Linked DNA regions of Zea mays: region 2 is linked to region 1. The links are chromatin contacts, called in public Hi-C maps. All regions are on one chromosome and are shown on one strand. The core of a region is the stretch at or near the end of the contact, and the rest is flanking DNA. Distances in the headings are between cores, read along the strand shown. Region 1 holds the start of LOC103630698 (CRM-domain containing factor CFM3, chloroplastic/mitochondrial-like). Region 2 holds the start of LOC100283736.

Region 1 (2,854 bases), core at 262-2,761:
GCAATTCACGTACACAACAGTTACATAACTGGACATCATCACATTGTGCTCAAACAATGACATAAAATAGGGTATAATAGTCGATTACATCATGATGTCCGAGACATCCACATAGTCTTTAACAATAATCAAAGTGCGGAAAAGAAACGTAGATACACACGGCCTACAGAGGCAGCCGACTGGGGGTTTGCCGCCAACCCACGCCTAGAACTCATCGTACTCTTGGAACTCCTGGAAGTCCTCCTCCACAACTTCATCTTCACCTGAGCAGTGGTTGCAACACGGACAACCTGGGGGGGTTTGGTGTGTAAAGCAAGGGTGAGTACACATCAACATACTCAGCAAAATGTCCCGTTTGGCTGTAGTGGACTAGCTTTATGTGGAGTTAAGCAAGCAGTTGCTTTTAGTTGGTCAGGTTATTATTTACTAGTAGAAAGCCAGGTTTTAGCATTAACCCAAGTTATTAACCCGATGTACCCTTTCCAAACGAAAAGAATACCACTTACCAGTACCATAGGCATAACCAAAACCATCGTCCTCGTCACCTCCTGTAAACCATACATCTCTGATCAAGTATCTCTAATCAATGGAGCTCCCTTGGCCGCTCATAACCATGAGCACGGTTGATATATCAGTTTCATAACACTCTGCAGAGGTTGCACACTTTACCCACAAGCCGTGATTCCCTCTTGCCTCGGGCCGATCAAACCCTTAAACACTACCAAGGTGAATAGGTAGGGTTTCACTACGTAGCCTTTACAAAGATTTCCTGGGGCTGTAGCCACCCGTTAGGTTTCCTAAATGCACCGCACTCCTCCCCAAGGGGGCGAACCAACCTTGGCAGAGCGAGCCGCATACACCGAGCCCCATTAACGGCACGACGGCGAAGCGAACTACACCTCAGTTCCTCTAATTATTCAGCTAAGGGCGTCCCACTACACCCTCATGGTTGCACTGTTTTCCCGGGCGGTCATCCAACGAATAGGTCCTTACGGAGAGGCACTCGAGAAACAGCTCGAGCCCCCTAAATCTCACAGTACCATCATCATAATCAAAAGAGAAAACAGCGTATCATAGATAATCTCATCATGTTCATTGATTAATGTGAAGCGCTAGCATAAAGCTAAAATAAAATAACCCAACCAAAATAGGTAACCAAGGACAAGATAGACAAAAGCTACTCAATTCTTAGGTATAAACTGTGTAAATGCGGGGAATGAATTATAAGAATGAGTAGGACATAGATGGGTCAAGGGACTTGCCTTCACCAACCGACTGCTGCTCAGGGTCTTCACCTGCAACTCCTTCGGACTCCGCCAACTGACCGTTATCTATACGAGATCAAACATACATTCCACACATTTAATACAAAGAACAATACATTTAGATATCATAGTAGTTGACTGATCATGGAATATCCAGACATCATAATAGTCGATTGATCAAGAAACAAAACTGCAATTGTCATTAGAATGTAAATAATTTTACACACACATACACGGACCGAAGAAGGGGAAAAAAAGAAAAAGAAAAGAGGAAAATCCTCTCCGGTGTCCTGTCCTCTCCCCTTATCCGCCACCAGCAAGGCCAAAACCCGACACGCCTTCTCACCCCAAATCCATGGCGCCACCGGGCTAAAAACCCCAACCGCCGGTCCGCCCTCGCTCCATGGCGCTCTCCGAGCTCCCGCTCCACCACTCCTTCCGCCTCTCGTCCCGCCCCAGCATCCACAGCCTCCTCCCGCTCCGCCTCCTCTCCTCTTCCTCTTCCTCGTCCTCCGCCGCCGCGGCTTCGGCCTCCTCCCCTTCCTCCACCGGTGGCAATCGCGCGGCCCCCAGCACCGGCGCTCCGTGGCTGCAGAGGTGGGCGCCCTCCGACCCCTCCCGTCCCGCCCCAGCTCCGGCTCCCATCCCGTCCCCGACCACGTCCATAGACCGCATCGTCCACCGCCTCCGCAACCTCGGCCTCGCCTCCGACGAAGACGACCCCTCTGCCTCCGCCTCCGCCTCCGCTGCCACGGCCGCCGCACCCCCGGACGGCACCGAACGCCTCGGCGACCTGCTCCACCGCGGCTGGGCGCGGCCCGACCACCAGTTCGCGGCCGCGGGCTTCGACGATGCCGTCCTCCCGTGGGAGAGAGACGACGAGACCACGGGGCCGGTGAGGGACGAGGAGGATGGGACCAAGAGGAGACGGGTCAAGGCGCCCACGCTGGCCGAGCTCACCATCGAGGACGGGGAGCTGCGCCGGCTGCGCAGGTTGGGGATGACGCTTCGCGACCGCATCACCGTGCCCAAGGCTGGAGTCACCACGGCCGTCACGGAGAAGATCCATGACGCCTGGAGGAAGTCGGAGCTGGTCCGGCTCAAGTTCCACGAGGACCTCGCGCACGACATGAAGACAGCTCATGAGCTCGTAGAGGTTTGCACCATTTTGCCCCTGCCCTAGTGCCCTCTATCTCTGATCTCAAATTATGTGTCACTTGCAGCTTGTTCCTCAATACCGATTAGTTTAGTGATGCGACAGTGGCAATTTAACCTGCATTGCATTTTCCAATTTACGGTGAATTTGAGTCCCACTTGGCGTTATTGTTTGTCTTTCAAAAATGGATTCCTAACACAAGTTTGTGTGCATTGATCAGCGACGCACAGGCGGATTGATCATATGGAGGTCTGGAAGTGTAATGGTGGTTTACCGAGGGAGCAATTACAAAAGGCCTCTGAAATCTCAGGCTCTAAATGGTGCCTCATCACCAGTGAAGGGCGAAGATGGTGCATTGTTCATCCCAGATGCCTCCAACCCTGTTGAGAGTAATATTCAGGGGACAGGTCTGGCTACACAGTATGCAAACGTG
Region 2 (2,955 bases), core at 157-2,656, 250 kb before region 1:
CAATCCCTCACCAGCAATTTCAGCACCACAACCCTCTTGATATTCAGTAGAATACAAGCAATATTCATGCTACCAATTTCAAACAGGGGGTACAAGATTTTAAAAAAACTCAAATAGAACTCCACTTGTGTTAAGTCCAACAGCAAAATTATACATTTGTATCATCAGCTACAGCTATAGCACAAGTACATATGTATCCCTTATAGGTACAAGATACGAATAACATGATATTTATCCATTGCACATTCAATTATAATCATCTTCAAGCACAACTAATGCTAGATTGTAGGCAGCCATCCACGCATGACACGTGTGTGCATGGAATTTCTTGCACAACTATAGAATGTGGCAGCCAGATTTTGACAATACAAGTATACAACTCAATGACCCGCTAAGCAAATAGGTTCAAGTCATTTGACATTCTGATATCTAGATACTAGTAATGGAGGGTAGAATATATGATCAAGAATCACATGGTACATAACAGCATAGTGGAAATTATGCTGCATTCTTATGCCAATTGTTACATAAAGGCCGGAATATGGTTAATAGAAGTTAACCGTCACGAGCATACAAACAAGGTGAGCTGTAGAACAGGAGCGCTGACAGTTCAACCCCCAATCCACACACACACCAAATTCCATGTAACCCTTCTTAATTGTTTGTGAACCAACAATTAGCTGTATGTAAAAATTGCTAAGTGTTTCTAATCATTCATGGATCCGCCAATCGCCTAACATCCAAAAACGTACTCCATTACAGGAATCAGGAATGCAACATGCACCACCGAACAAGAACAGTGGTAGCCTCGAACAATGGTAGCCTCGACAACAATGGCATCCGCATCTATGCTAGTACTGCCGCACAGGAATGCAACCGATGTAGCAGCGCTCGACTCAACTCCCATACCCTCCTGATGTCATCCTGCAGAGGTTGCAAAACCCACCCCCATAGCCCGGTATTCACACTGCATCCAAAGCGACACCCACCGATCTCACGACGCACGAAACCCTAGCCCGCCGCCACGCACCACGGGGCCATAGAAAAAAGGAGGGAGGTGATCCGTACCGTCGTCGAGGGGCACGAGGCACTCGTAGGAGATCTCAAATTGGAAGGGATTGAGGAAGGCGGTGGGGTTATCCAGCACCGCCACGTTGGTGATGTTCACCGCGCTCATCGCCGCCGCCGCAGCCGCCGGGAGTAGCCGCTCGTACTCGAGCAGAGGGGAAAAGACGAAAGCGAGGCACGGCGGCTGCGGATCGGATTTGTGGTCAGGGGTTGCTCTGCTCGAGGGCGCGACCTTTCAAGCGGGTTTAATGGGGAGCGGCGGGAAGCGAATTTGGGTTGGCGGGAGACGGCCTGGAGCCCGATGTTTGGAGTGAGAGGGCCAGAGAAGCTGGGGTCTGCGGAAGCCGAGAGAGTAGAGGGGACGACGACTGTCGAAACTGAACTACAAAAGCGAACTCTAATTTCCTAATTTGCACGAGAGCCTTAATTAGACGGTGGTAATATTCTCAAAATTTTGAGGAATCGCACAGAATTCTCCTAAAAATGGACTTTCTACATATATCTTTCCTGATAAGCAGCTGCGATCACATTCGTTAGGCATTAGGCTAAAGAAGTAGCAGTCATCGTTGATTGCTCACTAGCGCCGCTCTTGGTACCAAGACTGATTCAACAGAAACAATGGAGACAAAGCCCTGACGGAATGAATATACATGAGCCCGTGGTTCGATAAGACGATAAGAATGGTGCCGTGTAATCATTCCTCGCTACGAAATCGACTCCCCAGATATATAGCAAACATGTTACCAGCGTTCTCTTCAACAAGCCTAGTCAAGGTTCAACTTGGACACCATAATAATACAGATATAAGACAAAACAAATGGCTTGGTGCACACAAATCGCTCAAAGAACTGGGTAGAACCATGGTGACAAAGGGACCACGACATGAGCGGTTCCAAGGCAAGAAGACTCCACCTCACTTTTTTAGAACACTGCACACCACAAACAGAGAGCAATATTATGTGCCGTACATACATCGAAGGAAATATCGTGCTGCAACAAAGTAAACTAAAGAAAATGTCAGAATGGCCATAGGGCATGTACAACATCGATTCTATATTGTGGTTCCCCAAATACTAAATATAACTAAGAAACCCCTTCGTACAACCCAATGTATCTAAGTCTTTATTTTAATTACTATAACCCCTCAAGATACGACTCATTTAGGTCTTGTTCGGTTATTCTAATTCCATATGAATTGGGCTGTATTAGAATGGATTGAGATGTATTTTAACTTGATATGGATTTAAACCGGTTTAATACCACTCCATCCATATGGCTTAACGGTGAAACGAACAAGCTCTAATAGAACCGTATCTAGACTTAGAGAACTCAGAACCGTGCTAGAGACGTTCCTTCACTAAAATACCGTCTCTTGTGTTTTTTTGCACTTACCCCCTTGATACCCCATAAGATACAGAGCATTTATGTGGGTTGTACATGCCCTAATAGTGGTACTCAGGCATACCCTGGTGTCCTTCAGGAAATTAAACTGGATATTACTTACTTGTAAAGGTAGGCCGCAATACCAAGAATGACACACAGAAGGATGATGTCGATGCAAAAGTTGCGACTTGATCTAAGCTGGTAACAAGTCAATGTGAAAAACAAATGGTACGAGGTCACCAAACTACTCAAGCATTAGTTAGCAAGTGTAGAACGGAAGTGCTAAGTTCTTACTTGAAGAACAGTCTCCTTCAGTCTCACGTTGGTATTCTTCAAATCTGCATTGGCTCTATCCACCTACAATCATCATTATGTAGCAAAATAAGAGTTGCTAGACAATTTCTGGGAGCCAACGAAAACTAATGGCTGCCAGATAACAGACCTTATCATCCATTTCGTCCATCAGAGGGACTTGTCTGTCCAATTCCTGAAGATCGCAGTTAC

What was found. Hi-C and Micro-C count contacts between places; a contact is called where the count stands out from the background.
Region 2: a Hi-C map of ear shows a contact between it and region 1, with 1.7 times the contacts expected there. The contact joins the promoter of LOC100283736 here to the promoter of LOC103630698 in region 1. A contact is called at or near these places in 2 of 25 Hi-C or Micro-C datasets (ear and leaf).

The regions. Positions count from the first base shown.
Region 1 is chr6:174,298,054-174,300,907 of Zm-B73-REFERENCE-NAM-5.0, reverse strand. It overlaps LOC103630698 (CRM-domain containing factor CFM3, chloroplastic/mitochondrial-like), which reads left to right and starts at 1,511. Exons shown (of 9, transcript XM_008651752.4): 1 at 1,511-2,421; 2 at 2,642-2,854. The coding sequence starts at 1,669.
Region 2 is chr6:174,552,202-174,555,156 of Zm-B73-REFERENCE-NAM-5.0, reverse strand. LOC100283736 reads right to left here and starts at 1,406. Exons shown (of 3, transcript NM_001156635.2): 1 at 1,069-1,406. The coding sequence starts at 1,177. It overlaps LOC100283631, which reads right to left. Exons shown (of 9, transcript NM_001156532.2): 6 at 2,894-2,938; 7 at 2,746-2,808; 8 at 2,573-2,649; 9 at 1,497-1,997. The coding sequence ends at 1,982.